Linked DNA regions of Zea mays: region 1 is linked to region 2. The links are chromatin contacts, called in public Hi-C maps. All regions are on one chromosome and are shown on one strand. The core of a region is the stretch at or near the end of the contact, and the rest is flanking DNA. Distances in the headings are between cores, read along the strand shown. Region 1 holds the start of LOC100281492. Region 2 holds the start of LOC100285282.

Region 1 (4,479 bases), core at 305-2,804, 860 kb before region 2:
ACATTTTATAGCACTGTTCATGCAGAAGTAACACCAAGCGTCAGAAGCATTTCACATGTAGTACTGCTGTCTTCGCTCAATTTGCTGCTTGAGGCAGCCAGGCTGCTCCATGTGTGCTGATACTTGATGCGGTGTTACGAAATAGTACCTTGCTTCCACATCCAGGATTACCGAAACGAAGCCTGAAGACCGCAAAGAATATGCTATGGTGCATGCAGACCTTACTTGCCTATCGTCATGAAGCTATACTGTTGTCTGATACCATATAAAATTTCGGAAATGCTAGCATCACACCATTTATTTTCCTTGGTTTTTTTTCCCAGCTATTCTTCCCTGTTGGCCCCTTACAGGTTGCTGTTGGCACTGATAATAGAACATAGCACAGCAATACGATTGACAAGCGCAACGTTTGTTCGTTACGATTTTAATACGTCTGGCTGCGGTATTTTGTCTCAGGCTTGCTTCTTCCTTGCTATATTCTCTGTATATTGGACGGGGCCCATTTACTGGAACACTGAAGTATAAGGTGCCGTTCGGTTGCTTAGGTCTTTAGGATTGGTGGGTCGGAACGATTTCTAACCGGATTACTTCTCTAATTTATATAAATTTTGATTAGCTGCAACAATTCCGGGTGCAATCTGGTACAAACGAACAAGCCCTAAATGGGCGCTGGGCTCTAGCTAGTAACCGCGAATTATATCGAAGTAAATTCACAAAAAGCATGACACGGACTGCTATTTTTTGTTTTTCTAATATATATTTCAGCTGTAAGAGCAACTCCAATGGTTCTCTAAAAGACTTTCTAAATTAATAATTTAGATAGTTAACATGAAAACTATTCTCCAACAGTTCTCTAAATGAACTTTCTAAATTTAACAACTTTTCATCTAACCTCATTTTATCTCTGCATTTGGCAACCATTTAACAACTCCCTAAACAAAAATGTTGACTGCATTATATAGTTTTTGTGACTTATTTTTTATATGGATAAATACAAAACAAAATTACAACCTATATTTAGAGAACTATTGAAGAACTCACATTTTTTTACTTCAAAAGTCATTTAGCAACTTCTTAAATCTGTGATTTAGAGAGCTAAAATTTACATAACTATTAGAGTTGCTCTAACCAAGCTTGGTTGTTGGTCCAGAATTTCGGACGCCACTGAGGCTTATCTTCGTTTCCAGTACCATTGTGCCATTTTTTTATTGAAAGAAGAAAAAAAAACAAGAGAGCAAGCACAGGTACAGTGCGCATTTAATTGCATCGTATTTTCAAACCTAACCAGACGGGTCTGACTAGGGCAAACTTGCTGATTAAATAAACAATCAAAACCCATAAAAGAAATAAATATATCTGCTGACAAAGACGAACGCCCTCTCACGTCTCGCCTCACCTCACATGGGTGCCCGGCCGGGGGGGCGCTGTTGCGTTGTCTGTTGTGGTCGCTCCGCACGTGACGTACACTTGTCCAGCCACCACCACCACTTGTTCTTTCCCTTCCCTTCCTTCGCCTCCGCTTCCTCCTCCTCCTCCTGCCCCTCCCCCACCCCCACCCGTCGGGACGCCTCCCCACTTTCCCCTCCCCCGGATCCGCATGGCGCCTCTGCAGCCCGCGCCGCTCGGCCTCCCGTAGCCGACGCCCGGCCCCGTCCCAGGTGCGTGTCGAGCGGATCCGTGCCGCCCCTCCCTTCCCCCTTTGTTAACTTGGATGCGTGTCTCGGCGCGATTCGTGCTGTCGGACCGGCGGTTCGGCTCGCCGGAGGCGGGAATGAGGGTTGTTCAGCTGGGTAGACGCGTTTCAGCTCGTATCGTGGCGGGATTCGGTGGGGGAGGACGCGGTTCTAAGCTGTGATTTGGCCTCGAAATTATTTGGGATTTCGGTGTCGACTGTCGAGAGGTGCCTCCTTCCGAGCATCCTAATCCTGAATAAAAGGTATAATCATCCATCACGCGTGGTATGGGCAGATGCATGCAAATCTTCTATTGCGCGTGAATTTATACGTGGTCAATTCAATACAGTCGTGGCTGGGGGGAACCGAGGGCCGAGGCATACCATGTGTGCTGTTTTGTGCAGTTGTGCTCCGGCGACCTGGAATTAGTGTTGTGGCTGTTATTTCCCGCAGGCTCTGCTATGCTGCTAAAGTTTATATTGGATCTTGTGTGATGCCACCATAGTTTCTCGAAACAGCTAATAAATGGACTGCTGCGCGTCATTTCTAGGTTCACAAACCTTCTTTGAGCTACACCATTTCTAGGTGTATACTTATTTGATGGGTATGGTGGCATAGGCACAACTAGGGCTGGATATCGAGCCAGCTCAGCTAGGTCGAGCTCGAGCGGGCTCGTTAGGATAATGAGCTGGCTCAACTTAGCTTATTAAGAAACCGAGCCAGAGAACCAGCTCGAACTGGCTCGTTTAGCTCGCGAGCCAATAATAATAATATGCACACACATATATAACAATATAATGGATTGCTAGTTAATTTCAGACCAATTAAACATTAGAAAAGAGTAATAATACTCACAATTTCATATACCACATTAAGTCAACACCAAATTAACACAGTTCGTCACTTATTAGTTCATCCAATACAAGTACATGCTTTGTTCTGTTGACAAATGCTAGCTCATTCGAGCTAACGAGCTAGATCGAGCTCGACTCGAGCTAACGAGCTGGCTCGTTAACAAATCAAGCTGAGATGCTAGCTCAGCTCGTGACAAAATTGAAATGAGTCGAACCGAGCCGAGCTGGCCACGAACCGAGCGAGCTGACGAGCCACAAGTATTTTGTCCAGCCCTAAGCACAACACAGCATGTTGCTGAGTGATCCATACGTTTTTCTTTTGCGATGATTGCTGTACTGTGTTGGCACAAGAGAAACGCAAGAGGGGGATAGGTTCTCCCCCGTTCACAATGACTGGCTGTACTGATGTATTTGATAAATTATTTGATGAGCTTCAAATACTGTACAAGGCATGTTTGCAGAGTTTTGTCTCTGGGTTGCTGCTTCTCTGTTATTTTGAATTAAGCAGCATGTCTCTGTTCTCACCAGAGAGAAATTTCAGAGAATAACCCGAGTTTTCTTTTCCCTTGTTAGGCAGGCTCATCTTTGCACAGAGTCATTGGAGGAAGTTTGATGTTTCAGCAGTACTGTGACCTTTATTAGATGTCTTTCCGCAGCATTGTGCGTGATGTAAGAGATGGCTTTGGGAGCTTGTCTCGAAGAGGGTTTGAGGTGAAGTTTCTGGGCCACCGCCGAGGCAGATCTCACGGTGCTGTCCATGAGCTGCGTGATCCAGCCCCAGTGATCCAGAGCAGTTGCTGGGCTAATTTGCCCCCTGAATTGCTTCGAGATGTGATTGAGAGGTTGGAGGCCAGTGAAGCCACATGGCCTAACAGGAAGAGTGTAGTCTCTTGTGCAGCTGTTTGTCGGACCTGGAGAGAAATCTGCAAAGAGATCGTTAAGAATCCAGAGTTCTCTGGAAAAATCACTTTTCCTGTGTCCTTAAAGCAGGTGATGGTGCTCTCTTTGATCCTTATATGTTTCATTTCCGTTTTTGTTTCATAATTTTATGTTATATATAACTTGTATCTGGGAAGCGGTATTTTTAAAACAAAGAAAACCAAGAATACAGATGAACCACTTTATCTATACATTAATACTGTTTTGTTGGCCATATTCAGCCTGGGCCTCGAGATGTAACCATCCAATGCTTCATCAAAAGGGATAAATCTACTCAAACCTACTACTTGTATCTGTGCCTTAGCACAGGTAAGCCCTTTTCAAAGCATTATTATACTTTCTTTGTACTTGCTTTGATTCCTTACAAAGCATTACAGCTATTAGTTTTTTTGTGCTGTTTGTAGACATTGCAAATAACAAGATAATGACATGACCATATTGCTTGTTGTGTAAAACTAGACATGTAGCTCTGTCCTTGCAGAATAGAGACTTGCTTGAATTACTGTATGTATTGAAGGTACCATTTTACCACACTATTCTCTAGATTCGTGTATGCCTAAGCCTTTGGTACCAGCATAATAATGGTGTTGTTAGATTGTTACTTACGAAGTTACTACTACCTTCGTCCCAAAATAAATCAACTTCAGAGTTATCCAAAGTCAAATTACTTCAGGTTTAACCAAATTTATCGAAAAATACATGACACCAAATTACTGTCGATAGATATATCGTCAAATATATTTTCATAATTTATTTATTTGGTGTCATAGACTATGTTACTCTTTCATTTAAAGTTGGTCAAACTTAAGATAGTTTGACTTTAGGAGATTCTGAAAATTGATTTATTGTGGAACGGAGGTAGTATACACTAATGTACTATACATGCCAATCATTTGTGTATGTTTCATGACTGGCATTCTTGACTGCCTATCTCAAATTTAACCGGTCCCCGTGTTTTGCTCTTTCAGAATATGCACTCTGTTTTCTTTCTAGTAGTTATGACTAACTAATAT
Region 2 (4,988 bases), core at 1,504-4,003:
ATAAAGCAAGAGTGCAATACTATTGAAAACAATACTCAAATAATGCACAAACAGAAACTCCTAAAGTGAGAAATGTTAATCCTGCAAAAGTATATTATTAAACAATAGTTAACTATTTCGGACCAAAAACAACATATTGCATGACACTCAGCCTGAGATCATGCTTGCTCACAAATCACGATAAACTAACTATATTCCTTTGGAAGTGTTGAAGGTCGCATACTGGATAAAGATACAGACGGGACTTATACAAAAGAAAAGATAAAGGAAGGACACATTTCATTATATTGTGAAAATGTATCTATATCACATAGGCCCTATCAGTAGCAATAAAAAAAGTTGTCTAACTAAATGGTTGATTACTAGCCAAGTTGTTCTTGATAGAGAAATATCTACTATCTGTGGCCACTTAATCTTCACCTTAACACTAAACATCTGATTCTATCCACTTCAATCAAATCACTATCTGTAAATGGAGCATCAATGGCCCATTCATGATGGGTAGTGACCTATTGGTCCATAAGCACCCCCTTTTACCTCTAGAGACTAATAGATATATATACATTGAATCCTACCAACTTCATTTGCCATGCCACAAAGGTAATAAATGCTTAAGATATAAATAGCAAACCAATTTACCATGCCTTACTAACTTTCCATTACAGATCAAATTCCAGTGCACACTCGAGTCACAATTTATTTCCATATTCAAACAGCACCTAACAATATGATACATTCAAATACTAGGCACACAAGTATAAATGACCATACATAAAATAGGCTTTTGCAATATTGAGATATTTTTTCAGACATGGGTTGCGTCCGTGCATCTGTGCTTTGTTTCTGGCAAGTGCATTCATTTAGAAATGGTCAGTGATTAGGCATATAGTACCGTTCATCGCACTTGCTTCTATCCTAAACAATCCTAAACAACCATGTTCTGCAGCGAAGTGCTCACGAATGTAAACTGAAATGACTAAGGGGGTGTTTGAATGCACTGGAGCTAATAGTTAGTTGCTAAAATTAGCTAAAGGCATCCAAACAGTCTAGCTAATAATTCAGCTATTAGCTATTTTTAGTAAATTAGCTAATAGTTAGTTAGCTATTTGTTAGCTAGCTAATTATACTAGCTATTTTTTAGCCAACTACATATTAGCTCTAGGGCATTCAAAGTTTCAAACACACCCTAAGTTGTCGCAAAAGTGCCAGAGCCCAATCCCAATTCCCAGTACCAATTCATGTTACATGGCATGGTTTATGGATTTAATTTTAAAATAAACAAATTAATTGACTCAAAGCAGCAATAAACAAATGTAGCCCAAGCAAACATGAACCAAGCCCCCACACAGAAATTGACATGTACTATGCAAAAGCACACAACCAAAAGCCTATAAGAAAGATGAAGCTGACTTGCTGTAATTCTTCACAAATTCTTGTCGAACTTGAACGTTTTTAAAACAAAATATAACCCCATACCTGGAGCAGGGTCAGCTGTGCTGACAGCGTAGTGGCCTCCGTTTGCAGAGTCTGGACCTTCTTCTCCAGTTCACTAGTGTACATGATCTTCCTCTCCTTTGACCTCGCTGCCGACTGCCTGTTCGCCAGAATCCTACACGACAGCACCATCGGCAAAACTTAGCACAAATCAACAACCCCTTCGATAGCGGAGCCAGCACAGGAACCCAAAAATCGTGCAATCATTGTCCTTAAAACGAGGCACTAGGCAGGTAGCTCAGATGATGTAACAGATAGCACAGTACTTAACACTAGAAGCAAACGGTACTAAATTCTCGGGACTCTTGCTTGGAACGCTAAATTACTGTGCTGGATAAGGATTTTCCCTCCGAAATCCGGATCTATCTAGGAAGCATCGAATGCCAAAAATAAACCCCACCTCTTTGCGCGCTTGGGGTCGATGAGCGCGAGCTCGGCGATCCTCTCGGCGGGCATGGCCTTCTTGGCGTAGTCCGGCAGGCCGCTGGAGAGCGCCGACTCGCCCTCGAACGGCGAGGTGTCCCCATCCATCGAGCCGCTCCTCTTGTGGCCGGGCCCACCTCCACCCCCGGCGCTCCCACTGGGTCCCTGAAACGCGAGGCCCTCGAAGAAGGCGGCGTCGAGGGAGAGGCTCCGCGTGTGGGTCCCGCCGGGCGGACGTGGGGCCGGGGAAGCCTGCGGCGGCTGCTGCTGCGGATGCGGCGGCGGGGTGGGGTCGGAGGCGGCCGGAGAGTCGTCGGAGAGGGAGGGGAAGTCGAGGTCGGAGAAGAAGTCGCCGTCCGGGTCGAGGAGCAGGTCCGCGTCGTGGAAGCTGAGGAACGTCTCCGAGTGGGCCCGCCGGTGGTGCCCTCTGGCGCCGCCGCCGCCGCCCGTGGACGGCGCCGCCGCGGCCGGCAGCGGAAAGCGCGGGTCCATCTCAGTCGGCGCAGGCAGCGAGGCCAGAGCTAGCTCGCAAGCTCCAGGTCGCGGCGGCGGCGGCCGGCTTGCGGCGGTCCGGCGCGTGGTCTCGCTCGCGTGTAGAGTGTGTGTGTGTGTGTGTGTGTGTGTGTGAGCAGCGGAAGGTCGGGTTGGTGGGTGGGTGCGGTGCGGGTGGTGCGTGTCATACATACTTGTGAGGAGTAGAAAGAGGAAGCAGGGACCGCCTCGCCGGTCGCCGCCGCGTGTCCCCGGTCCACGGAGGCGGGTCAGCGGGGACCGGCCTCGGGTGGTGGCCGCTGGGGAAGGTGCAGTGAGCGCCGGTGGGAACAGGGTTCTATATTAAAAAAAAAAACTACTCTAACGATACCGTATTTTATAAATTTTAGTTAAAAAATTATTGAGCATTCTATCAAGTGACTCAAATATACTACATCTTAATGAGATTATCTAGAGTAGGTGCATAAGTGATCCTGTAAATATTAACACTAAACAAGACAAACTTGGTTTATAACAAATGTTAGCAAAAACTAAAATCAAGTTGTGATGAATAGAAATGGAGAGAGAATATCTTCACTTGATTGTTTCTTTATGATATGTACACAAGTGAAATACGAGAACTCTTTGAAAGATGATGATCCCAATAAAGTAAACACAAAAGATAACGATTTTATCCCATGATTCGGCCAATGTCTACTCCACGTTGTGGTGATCTTCTTCTGTCAAGGGTTGCACTCAACCTCTCTCAAGCGATCAAAAGATTAAACTTGGGTACCATGGTTTTCTTCCTTATATCAAGTTTTTCTTTTGAGAGGAATCTCCACAAGTTGGAATCTCTGTCACACCAGGGTTTCGGGGCACCAAGACCCGGGCGCGAACATAATCACCAGGTGTGCTGGTACCAAGTCTCACACATATGATGAATCATCGCACAGGATTGAACGTCACATCTTTACTATATAATCGGAGTTTTGTACAAAATAAATAAATAATTACATTATATGGAGACAACGATCCAGCAACCCAAAGTTGACTGGGAGACGACGACCTAGACCTCTCACGAACACATCACAACATCCTCCATGTGCCTCATCCTGCGGTACCTGTTCTTGACCTGTGGGGGGGTGGTGTGAGATAGCAAGAGTGAGCTCACATACGTTCATTGCTCAACAAGTTGTGGGGAATAATGTGCATGAACTCGCCAAAGATGGGAGCTCATGTGAAGTGTAAGGCTTACCAACGGAGATGATTGATGCTGAGCATTGCTTTTAAAGTTGGTCAAAATTTTATTAGCAATTACTAAGTATAAGTAAATACCAACCCAATTAAGTAGTAGAACAAAAGTAACATCATCACCTGCGATGCAATGCATATGACATATTGAATTTAGTTCCATAAATTAGTCATGTGAGGGTCCGAGCTGCTCATGACCGTGAGCACGGCTAGTATACCAGTTTTACACTCTGCAGAGGTTGCGCATCTTTACCCACAAGTCATGTTACCCATCTGCCAAGGGATCGCGACTTCCCATACACCTCTACCGAGGAGGCGAGGCAGGGTAACACTACGAGGCCTTTACAAAGTTCCACTAGCTTCAGAAAACCCGCTACAGTTTATAGGAAGCTCCAATGCAGGGTTCTTGCTTGACCGCCATCGCAGCAAAATCAACCAAGGACCTCCCTACACTGACCACTCCCTTACTGCCCTTGCCCCTTTCGGGTAAGGTAGTCCTCCACTAGCTTTCCTAATTAATCAGCCAAGGGCGTCCATAAACCCTTGTGGTAGCACTGTTTTCCCGGGTGGTCGCTCCATGTTCCAATTAACTTAATGATCTTATCATGAACAGTAAATAACAACGGATAACAAAAGTATAATCATGAATAATGTATCTTCATACCCAAAACCACATAAAGCACTAGCAAGTACTACCCAAAAGGTTCAGTGGTAAACAAGGTATAAAGATAATCAAACTAGGGTAACCTATTGGGTCCCATCAAAATTAACCTATGCAGATCATTATAATTAATCAGAACATGGCTGGGTAAAAAGAAGTGATCAAGGGCACAACTTGCCTGGCACTTGAGATTCCAGGTACCAACTTGCTCTTCAGATGACACGTGTCCTCACGCTAGTCGTAGCATTACAAACAAACAGTGTATAGGCAAAATTAACATTACACCAAAAATAAGGATAAATTGTATAATTATGATCTACGCGTTGCTACAAGATCGTAGAAACAAGAACCCCTAAATTCGGAGCTACGAATATTGAGTTATGAATTTCTAAAATCATTTAGCACCTAGAATAGATTAATTCAATTGAGCAAATTTTTAATTCAACTTTCATGGTTAAACAAAGGTACGAGGTGATAAACAACATTAATACAAAATTATTGCAACTGGAATGACTCAATTTGGAGTTAAAATGAATTTTCTATGCATTAAATAAGTTCTGGAATTCTTTTTACATTGGAAATTCAATTTCTAAATTCATTTTTCCTATTTTCTCTAAGCTCTGGGCTGCGCACACATTAACAGAGAACCCGAGGTCTAACTCATAAATTGTCTTAAGACTCAGTT

What was found. A called contact is a pair of places that touch in the nucleus more often than the background predicts.
Region 1: a Hi-C map of ear shows a contact between it and region 2, with 2.1 times the contacts expected there. The contact joins the promoter of LOC100281492 here to the promoter of LOC100285282 in region 2. A contact is called at or near these places in 2 of 25 Hi-C or Micro-C datasets (ear and leaf).

Annotation. Positions count from the first base shown.
Region 1 is chr10:8,600,229-8,604,707 of Zm-B73-REFERENCE-NAM-5.0, reverse strand. It overlaps LOC100281492, which reads left to right and starts at 1,554. Exons shown (of 5, transcript NM_001368018.1): 1 at 1,554-1,658; 2 at 3,105-3,517; 3 at 3,688-3,775. The coding sequence starts at 3,170. It also overlaps a transcript of LOC100274707 not described here.
Region 2 is chr10:7,738,887-7,743,874 of Zm-B73-REFERENCE-NAM-5.0, reverse strand. LOC100285282 reads right to left here and starts at 2,753. Exons shown (of 4, transcript NM_001372205.1): 1 at 1,895-2,753; 2 at 1,477-1,609. The coding sequence starts at 2,601.